Linked DNA regions of Triticum aestivum: region 2 is linked to region 1. Evidence: chromatin contacts called from public Hi-C data. All regions are on one chromosome and are shown on one strand. The core of a region is the stretch at or near the end of the contact, and the rest is flanking DNA. Distances in the headings are between cores, read along the strand shown.

Region 1 (4,029 bases), core at 1,040-3,539:
TTATGAGATAATGTTTATCTCTAGTGCTGTTACGATAAAGCTTGGTTACAAATGTACTAACCCAACGATTTCCTGGTGTTCTTCTTAATGTTGATTTCCTCAGCATCCTCGAGAACCAGGTTCATGTACTCATCAAAGCCCTGCAGAACACACATACAGTATAAAAACCCAGCATTACTCAATACGGCCCAAATGAAGCACACATGTACAAAAACATTCAAACAAATTAAAAAGGACATAATAACTTGACTACATGTAAAATCTGTTATTGGCACGCTTCAGTACTTCACTGATATAATGGTATCTCTCGGTACCTCCACTAACTTTGTCTCATTGAAATGATTAACATATGCAAATCTAATATACAACCAAATAATCTGTTCTTCCATCTGACATGTTCAAAAGCAAAAGTTTGAGAATCTGACAAGGGATATGGCAACAAAAGTCTGAGAAACTGACGAGGGATATGGCAACAATAATATGACAGACACACTACTGAAAAACCCACGAGACCATGTGGGGCATTTATTACATGTAAACTGGAAAGAAATGTAAACCCAACTGAAGCAGAATAGGCGTGTCACATTGTAAGCTTATCACCTGTCAGTAAACCAAACCATGACAAGAGAAAAACCTCACCAGAGCCTTAGGAAGCAACCTATGCTTCAGTTCTAGAAAATGTGTAGGATGAAGAATTTAGTGTGATCTAAAATAAAGGCATTTTTAGGCCCCTGGACTATCTACTTAGTTGTCCAAACACAATCACCGATATGAATCATATTTGTTACCAGGGGGAGGAAAGGAGGTTGCAAGTTTTGAGGGTGATTCAAAACAACACATAAAGTGGTAAAAAAATATGAGACAGGACACACCAAACACAAATGTTTGACTAACAGCAAGTTACAATGGGAAGGTCCTGAACTCAGAGCAAAAAGTTATGACAAGCTAACTTCTAAGGATAAAAACTATTGTATCATTGACTAGGTACGCACACTAGTGGTTAACATCCACCACCAACCACTCTTTCCTTGTCTGCATTGCAATCAAATTACCACAAACATACACCGATGATCTTCAAAACTCAAAAAACAATGCCCATGACCACTATGGTCCCAAAAGGAACACATCAAGAAAATATCTTCTGCAAACACCTCAGTATCTACTATGGTGAAGTTCTGACTGGGCACATGGATAGTGCTATTACTTGTTCGTGGTTCCACAAGGAACCAAATAACTACTTGCTCCTTGATTTTAAAGGTGACGATTAGGGTTGGTTTCAGTGTTACAAAGATATACACTGAAAAAGTAAGGCTTGAAACTAGATTATGTCCCTCTTGAACAGGCAAGAGGAAAACCGATCTATTACCTAGCTATTGGGGGTGGGGGGGCATCACGACTTGGCACTTAATTAATACTTTCCTGTTGAGCATGCAGATTTGTTTGCAAGTGTTTACCAATTCTTGAGAAAAAGATGCCAACACATTTTCATGTTGGCCTTTAACAAAACAAACAACAGATGTGTTCTGCTAAGTTATCGGTTCATTATATTAGAGTATTAATCAATTCACGCCCACTTGCTTAGACACAAGTAATACATGGAAATAATTTACCCTCAAAGCCACATGGTATGCAGATACACAGTAACATTACACTTAACACACATGCGTACGACCACAGAGGGATTGGTAAGGCTAAATTCTATCAATTTGAACAAGAAATCGGTGTAGGAACTTACGATGATACGACCCTCGATCCGCATATCCTTCTGCTCGAAAAGCCAGATCTGGATGCGCGCTTTCTGCACCAAAATTAGAACCATATTAGCTCAAGCCAACCGTCCGCAACCCTAAAACGTAAGGCGGAAAAAAGTGGACGAATTGTTATTTCTCCTCAGCCAACACTTACGCTCTGGAGGAACCGAAAGATGAGGTTCTGCCGTCGCGCACCAAGGATTCGCCAACCATCGCAGCAGCGGGAAACAAAAGCGCCAAAACGTTAGGAAACAGATGCAAAAAGAGGAGGAGAGCATATGCACAGGAGGGGATAGGGGAGCGTACGATGGGCTGGGTCATGATACGCTGGACTTTGGTGGACGCCATGGCTGCTGCTGCGGCGTGAGCTCCTCCTCCGACTGGAAGTGTCTAGAAGCTTCTGGACGGAACCGCGTGTGGGCAGGCGGAGCGCGGAGGTAAAAAAACCCTAGATACGCCGCGGGGGAAGAGGGAGACGGCAGGGTTTTGTTTTCGCACGGCGCGCGAGAAGAGGCGGCAGCGGGGGTGCCTCAAGATTGGTGCAAGGCTTCCGACGAAGGGTCCGGATCAGAGGATCTGTTTGGGCTAGGCCGCCCCGCGCTGGGCTGGGCTCGCTATCTTGGCGGCGATTTCATTAAGGCCTTTCCATTCCCTGAAAAAAACAATTTAGGCCTTTCCAAGAACATGTCCCGTTGTACGCTAAAAGTTTCAAAAACTTTGGTACTATGCTGCCAAAATGAAAAGTCTAGTAATATATCACAAAAATCATCAAAAAAAATATTTTTTTTGTAGAAAGGCCAAAGGCCGTATATTAAATAGCACATACCCTAACAAAAACTCTTACAGAAATTGAAAAATACATTCAAATCCTTGGGATGCCGTAGTCTTCTTCCTTGCCGTGAGCAAAACTCGTTTGCGCCTATGGGTCTCCACCTCGGCAGAACAAACTTGTTTAAATCTAGGAGCTTGTAGATGTAGCGGTCGAAAAGTCGTTGATGTAGACCAGAAATTGCCGGCGACACTAGTCGTAACAAATCGTTAGAAAATAATAGATACTTTTCCATAATAAAAAGGAAACTACTACTCGAATATCCATTTCTGAGCCCATGCACATTTACACCCGGTCAAGAAAAAATTCAAACAAATTAAAAAAATCCATTTTTTGCATGATAGATAATTTGGTGCTTGAGACACGCTCCAAATTCCAGACAATTTGGACATACGAGTAGTGCTCAGCAAAAAAGGCAATTTGTGTCAGAACAGTACATGAAATATAATATTTTTACATACCCCAAATTTGTCTTTTTGCCAAAAGCTACCCAGATATCCAAATGATCTGAAAGTTGGAGTGCACATCACGCACCAAATTATCTACCATGCAAAAGAATTAGATTTTTATTTTATTTTTCTAGTGTCTTTTGATATTTTTTTCTTCATCGGGGGTGCAGATGAGACTGGGCACCAAATTGCTGCTCTCAACTACAACTCATGTATTCTTATTTCATTTATTTATTTTGGGTGTGGAAAGCACTTCTACTCATGTATATGATGGCGGAAGAAGATGGCGGCTGATTTTAGAGTGTGCTCATTCGGTGCGCGTAGAGGGTCTGCTAGATTGGTTTGTGCTCTGTTGCCGGATTAGATGATGTGTGTTGATGCGAGGTCAGAGCACATCATCAAGTTTGTAGGGGTAGCGACCCTAGTTGCCATGCAAGTACCTTTTGGGTTAATCCATGCACTTATTTTGTCGGGGCCTGTTGAATAATATAACAATAATAATTGTGTGCATCCCTTGTTGCAGAGGCCGGACCTTTTCGAAAAAAAGATAACACAAATTATGTTTAAAAGTTCACCCGGTTCCTCAAACAAGCCATGAAGGCGTGAGATGGTTTCATTAGCATTTCGACCACGACTAAAGTTGTCTTTGACAATTGACATACATTTTGATCAAATAATTGCTGGCGTGAATCATCTCAATTGAGCAAAGGGTTGGAGTCGAAGACAAGTTTAGAGGCAAATGCAATGGCATCGTACATGTAGTTGCTTGACCTGTCTCCATGCAATACTGCGATGTGAAAATCGTTTGGGGACGGCACAGCAGCTGTCTCTACCGTCATATACATGCTGGATGCTGCATGCCTATACCGGTACCGACGCCGCTCGTTCCAGTGAAGAATAGCTTTCGACCTTTCAAAAACCCTGCCTTTTCGTGGTACAACGTGTGCTTCCCAACTCCCAACTTTCTCGCAAAAAAGGTATGAAAAGTTGTAATCTATTT
Region 2 (3,853 bases), core at 1,207-3,706, 220 kb after region 1:
TTGAATCCCGGTTATCTAAAAAAGAATCAGAAGACAAGAATTTGCAGAACAAAATAATAACTAGCAAAAACATCAAGAGAAACCAATGCAGGGGGGGGGGGGGGGGGGTAGCACATTCCACAAATAAATTTAAGCAACCAACTAAACATAAGTGGAGTGGGGGCATTCTTGTCGTGTTACTTCTATTTTCATCAAATATATCAATATATGAGATAATCCTTGTGCAGCCCAACACTTAGTATGGTATGTTTTGAGTATTTCACTAATCCCAAGAACTATCACCACCACTCCGCTAGACTCAGACAATGTCAGACATCAACATTTCTTAACTTCGTTAATAGCTTCTTTTCTAGCAACTCCTAAATCTAGCTTTAACGACAACCTGGAACCTCATCAAACAACTTTACATCCGCCTTGCCTACTTGTGCAAATAGTGTATGGGATCATTTATGCAATGCGCTATTACTAATACTCTCATGTCTTTAGTCAGTTTACACTTGTCCAATATTCTAGGCCATTGCGGTTGCATTAGCATCCATATAGAAAATGCACACCACTTTCTTGCTAGAAGATTTATACCGGGAGTAAACGCAGATCCATATAAGTGACATCATCATTCATTCAATTCTAGCGAGCAAAGGCCTGAGACACCTCCCAAGAAGGCCCCATCTTTCGGTTAGCAAAATTGCAGGGTACTATTCCAAAGTATCAAGTGATGTTCCATTTTGGAAGACTCTAATCCTTACGGAACAAACTATAATAGTTAACTAGAGCAAAACTGGAGTCTGGAACTAACAAACCAGGAAAACAGTTTTAATAACTGATCAAATATCACAATAACTGCTGGCACATCACTACAAAAATGAGGTCCTGGTAAATTTCCTAACCAAACCTGGTAGTAAATAATGCATTATGAGAAAGCACCATTGCACTAGATGGCACGAAGTAAGGCTTCATAGGTCAGTGTTATGAAGAAAATGGATGATAAGTGGCGACCCTGATGAGTGGTGGAATGGCGACCATGGATATTTTTATATGGCTACAAGTTTATGAGCCTTTCAGACACAGGCATTTGGCAACAGGTCATAACTTTCCTCTACAAAAGACACGCACCTCGTCTTTTCTAAGCAGAATAGAGCTACGATCCATCAAATATTTAATTCCACAAAATTCACCAGACGCGACATATCAACACTTTTCTCTCTTAAGCTTCTGACGAGGTAAATATAAGCACGCAAGCAAAGAACACAGAACATGGCCACAGAACATGGTGTAAATCAGGTACAGGTCCGGTGACAGTCTCGCTCAACCTCTTGCTTGAACGACTAAAAAGGCAAGCTTACACCCAGCCTTGTATGATTGAATATACTGTACATCACAAAAAATCAATGCAAATAAAAACCAACGATTCTCTAATCAGTTATATGTTTCCCAATCATCCATTGGACATTACCTCCAATCCATACCCTGTTACTGAAGAAAATAAACACACACACCCCCCACCCCCCACCCCGGTCCACATCCTTGGATCAATTTTAAATAATTCTACTATGCAAAGAAGCTGTCGAGTAATAAAGGAGCTTTGAACCAAGGTAAGAAGCTTGATGGATTCGCAAACAAACCATTGCACACATCTACCACCTCAAAATCCTCATTAGCATTAAACCAATAGACTCTAGCACGCAACATCTTACACATTCAATGGACCAATAAGCAAAGAGGAATTAAATGGTTGGTACAATACGAGCACAAAACAAGAAAACAAACTTCCCTCTTTGGTTGACCCACAAACACCCGCCCCAATCGAAAATCTACCGCCTCAATAGACCTAAATCACTAGACTCTGCTGCATATGAGGTCAGTCCTTTGCTATGCACGCGCAAACACAAAGGAACACCATTTCGACCAATCCAGGAAGCATATATATAAGAAAAGTAAGAAAGGTCAGACATCCATACATCCCAACAGGCTATGATCAAACTAAACATTTGTACAAGGGGAACGAGATGATTCATGGCCAGATCTTTGCGTATTTGGACGCATCAAAGGAGAGAATTTGTTTAAGCAAAAAGGGAGAGGCGGCACCTTTCTTTCTCTCCTGCGCCCTCCGCCGCTTGCCGGACGACTGCAGAAGGCCGCCGTCGGAGAGGTACCCGTCGCCCGCGCCTCCAGCGTCCCCGGAGGGGCAGGCTGAGGCGAGGGCGGCCAGGTTGCCCATGCTCTTGCACTTGCGCATCACGTCCTCCCTCACCGCCACCGGTGGGTTGGGGCTCGGATCCCGGTCCCTGTCCGGGGGATCCAACTGCGGCGCCGGCGCAATGGTGACGCCAAAGAGGCGCATCCCGGGCGGGCGCGAATCTTGAGGCATCCCGGCGGCCGGCTCCGACGAGTGGGGCGGTGGCGTTTTATTGGGAGATGTCGGAGGGGACGAATGGAGACACATTGGCAATTTATCGGACAAACAAAAGAAATGGAGAGTGTTTTTTTTAAATACGTATTTGCTGTTGTTTCCTGATTTGTTTTATACTACTACTAGCACCTCCTTTCCTCCTGAATTTTTTTTATCATTTTAACTTCTCTACTGTATGCTTTTGTAACCAGTTTGTTTTGAGTGGTTTGTAGGAGTGTTTTTTATGTCTTTGTACAGTCAGGTTGCTAGAATTGTTGAGTCCCGCAAATGCTTTACAAGAATTGTCTCGAGTTATAATCTTAAAATGAGCATTGGGTATTTAGAAAAATAGCGACAAGATTAAGATTATAAGCTTTTGATTTTTTTTTTGGATATGCTATAAAGATCATTGATAAAAACTACTCCCTCCGTAGTATAAAAAAAACGTCTTATATTATAAGATGAAGGGAGTGCAATATTACCAGCAAAGAAAACTACAATATCATTGTATATCTGGACCAAATACCCCATCGGTATATTTCATTTAGCCCCTCTTGCATTTTGATACTACCTCCGTCCGAAAAAGCTTGTCCCTCCTAGATACATCCATTTGAGGAACAAGTTTGAGACAAAAAATTTCGGATAAAGGGAGTAACATATTTGTTTCCATGGTCAATTTTGTCAAATGTTTTTGTGATCAACGGTCACCGAAGCTAGGCTGTTGTAAGCTTTGATTGTGGGTGTGTTGGGTAGGAAAAATGTTGCTTCGAATTAATTCCATATGAGTACTACCCGCAAATAAATTTTCCATATCCATGCTGAAGTTCTTGAATGATAGGATTTCATACTCTTCAATAATTGGACTCTTAATATATTTTTTCACCCTATCGAACCAATTGTTTATTGCAACTGCGTTTTCAATTTGAGCCATTGATCCAGGAACGAAGGTTATAAGTTATACCTTTGGATGAAATACAACAAGGAAAAAAGAACTAATATTTACTTGATATTGATTTGCATTTGGCACACATTGGCTATCCTAAGCTGGAAATCTTAAAACCGTCAAACTAGGCACGATTCATGCGTCAGAGCATCTTCCTCGTGTACTAATAGCCAACTTAAACTTACTTGTTATGTCCTACTCCCTCCGTAAAGAAACATAAGAGCGTTTGGATCGCTAAAATAGTGATCTAAACACTCTTATATTTGTTTACGGATGGAGTACTATTTTATTGCGCTTTGGGTTTGGATCTCTCAACCATTCTTTATTCTCTAACTAGATATCGATTGTGAGACGATTCCAATCGCAAGCTTGTGTTTAGCACGTATGTACATACGATGTACGGAGTGTATTTTATAAAAAACAAAGTCAACAACGGTTCTCAACTCGATATTGGCTAACAAGGACAATCAACTGGTCATGCGTTTATAGTACTGATTATAGCTGGCCAAATGGGTCGGTTT

Evidence for each region. Hi-C and Micro-C count contacts between places; a contact is called where the count stands out from the background.
Region 2: a contact with region 1 is called in a Hi-C map of leaf, with 5 times the contacts expected there. The contact joins the promoter of LOC123160772 here to the promoter of LOC123157702 in region 1. A contact is called at or near these places in 3 of 5 Hi-C or Micro-C datasets (leaf and an unstated tissue) and 1 of 1 datasets of contacts at active chromatin or transcription factors (leaf).

The regions. Positions count from the first base shown.
Region 1 is chr7B:379,259,077-379,263,105 of IWGSC CS RefSeq v2.1, forward strand. LOC123157702 (small nuclear ribonucleoprotein E) reads right to left here and starts at 2,290. Exons shown (of 6, transcript XM_044575938.1): 1 at 2,058-2,290; 2 at 1,906-1,932; 3 at 1,736-1,798; 4 at 62-140. The coding sequence starts at 2,099.
Region 2 is chr7B:379,476,400-379,480,252 of IWGSC CS RefSeq v2.1, forward strand. LOC123160772 (transcription factor MYBS3) reads right to left here and starts at 2,457. Exons shown (of 5, transcript XM_044578605.1): 1 at 2,086-2,457. The coding sequence starts at 2,443.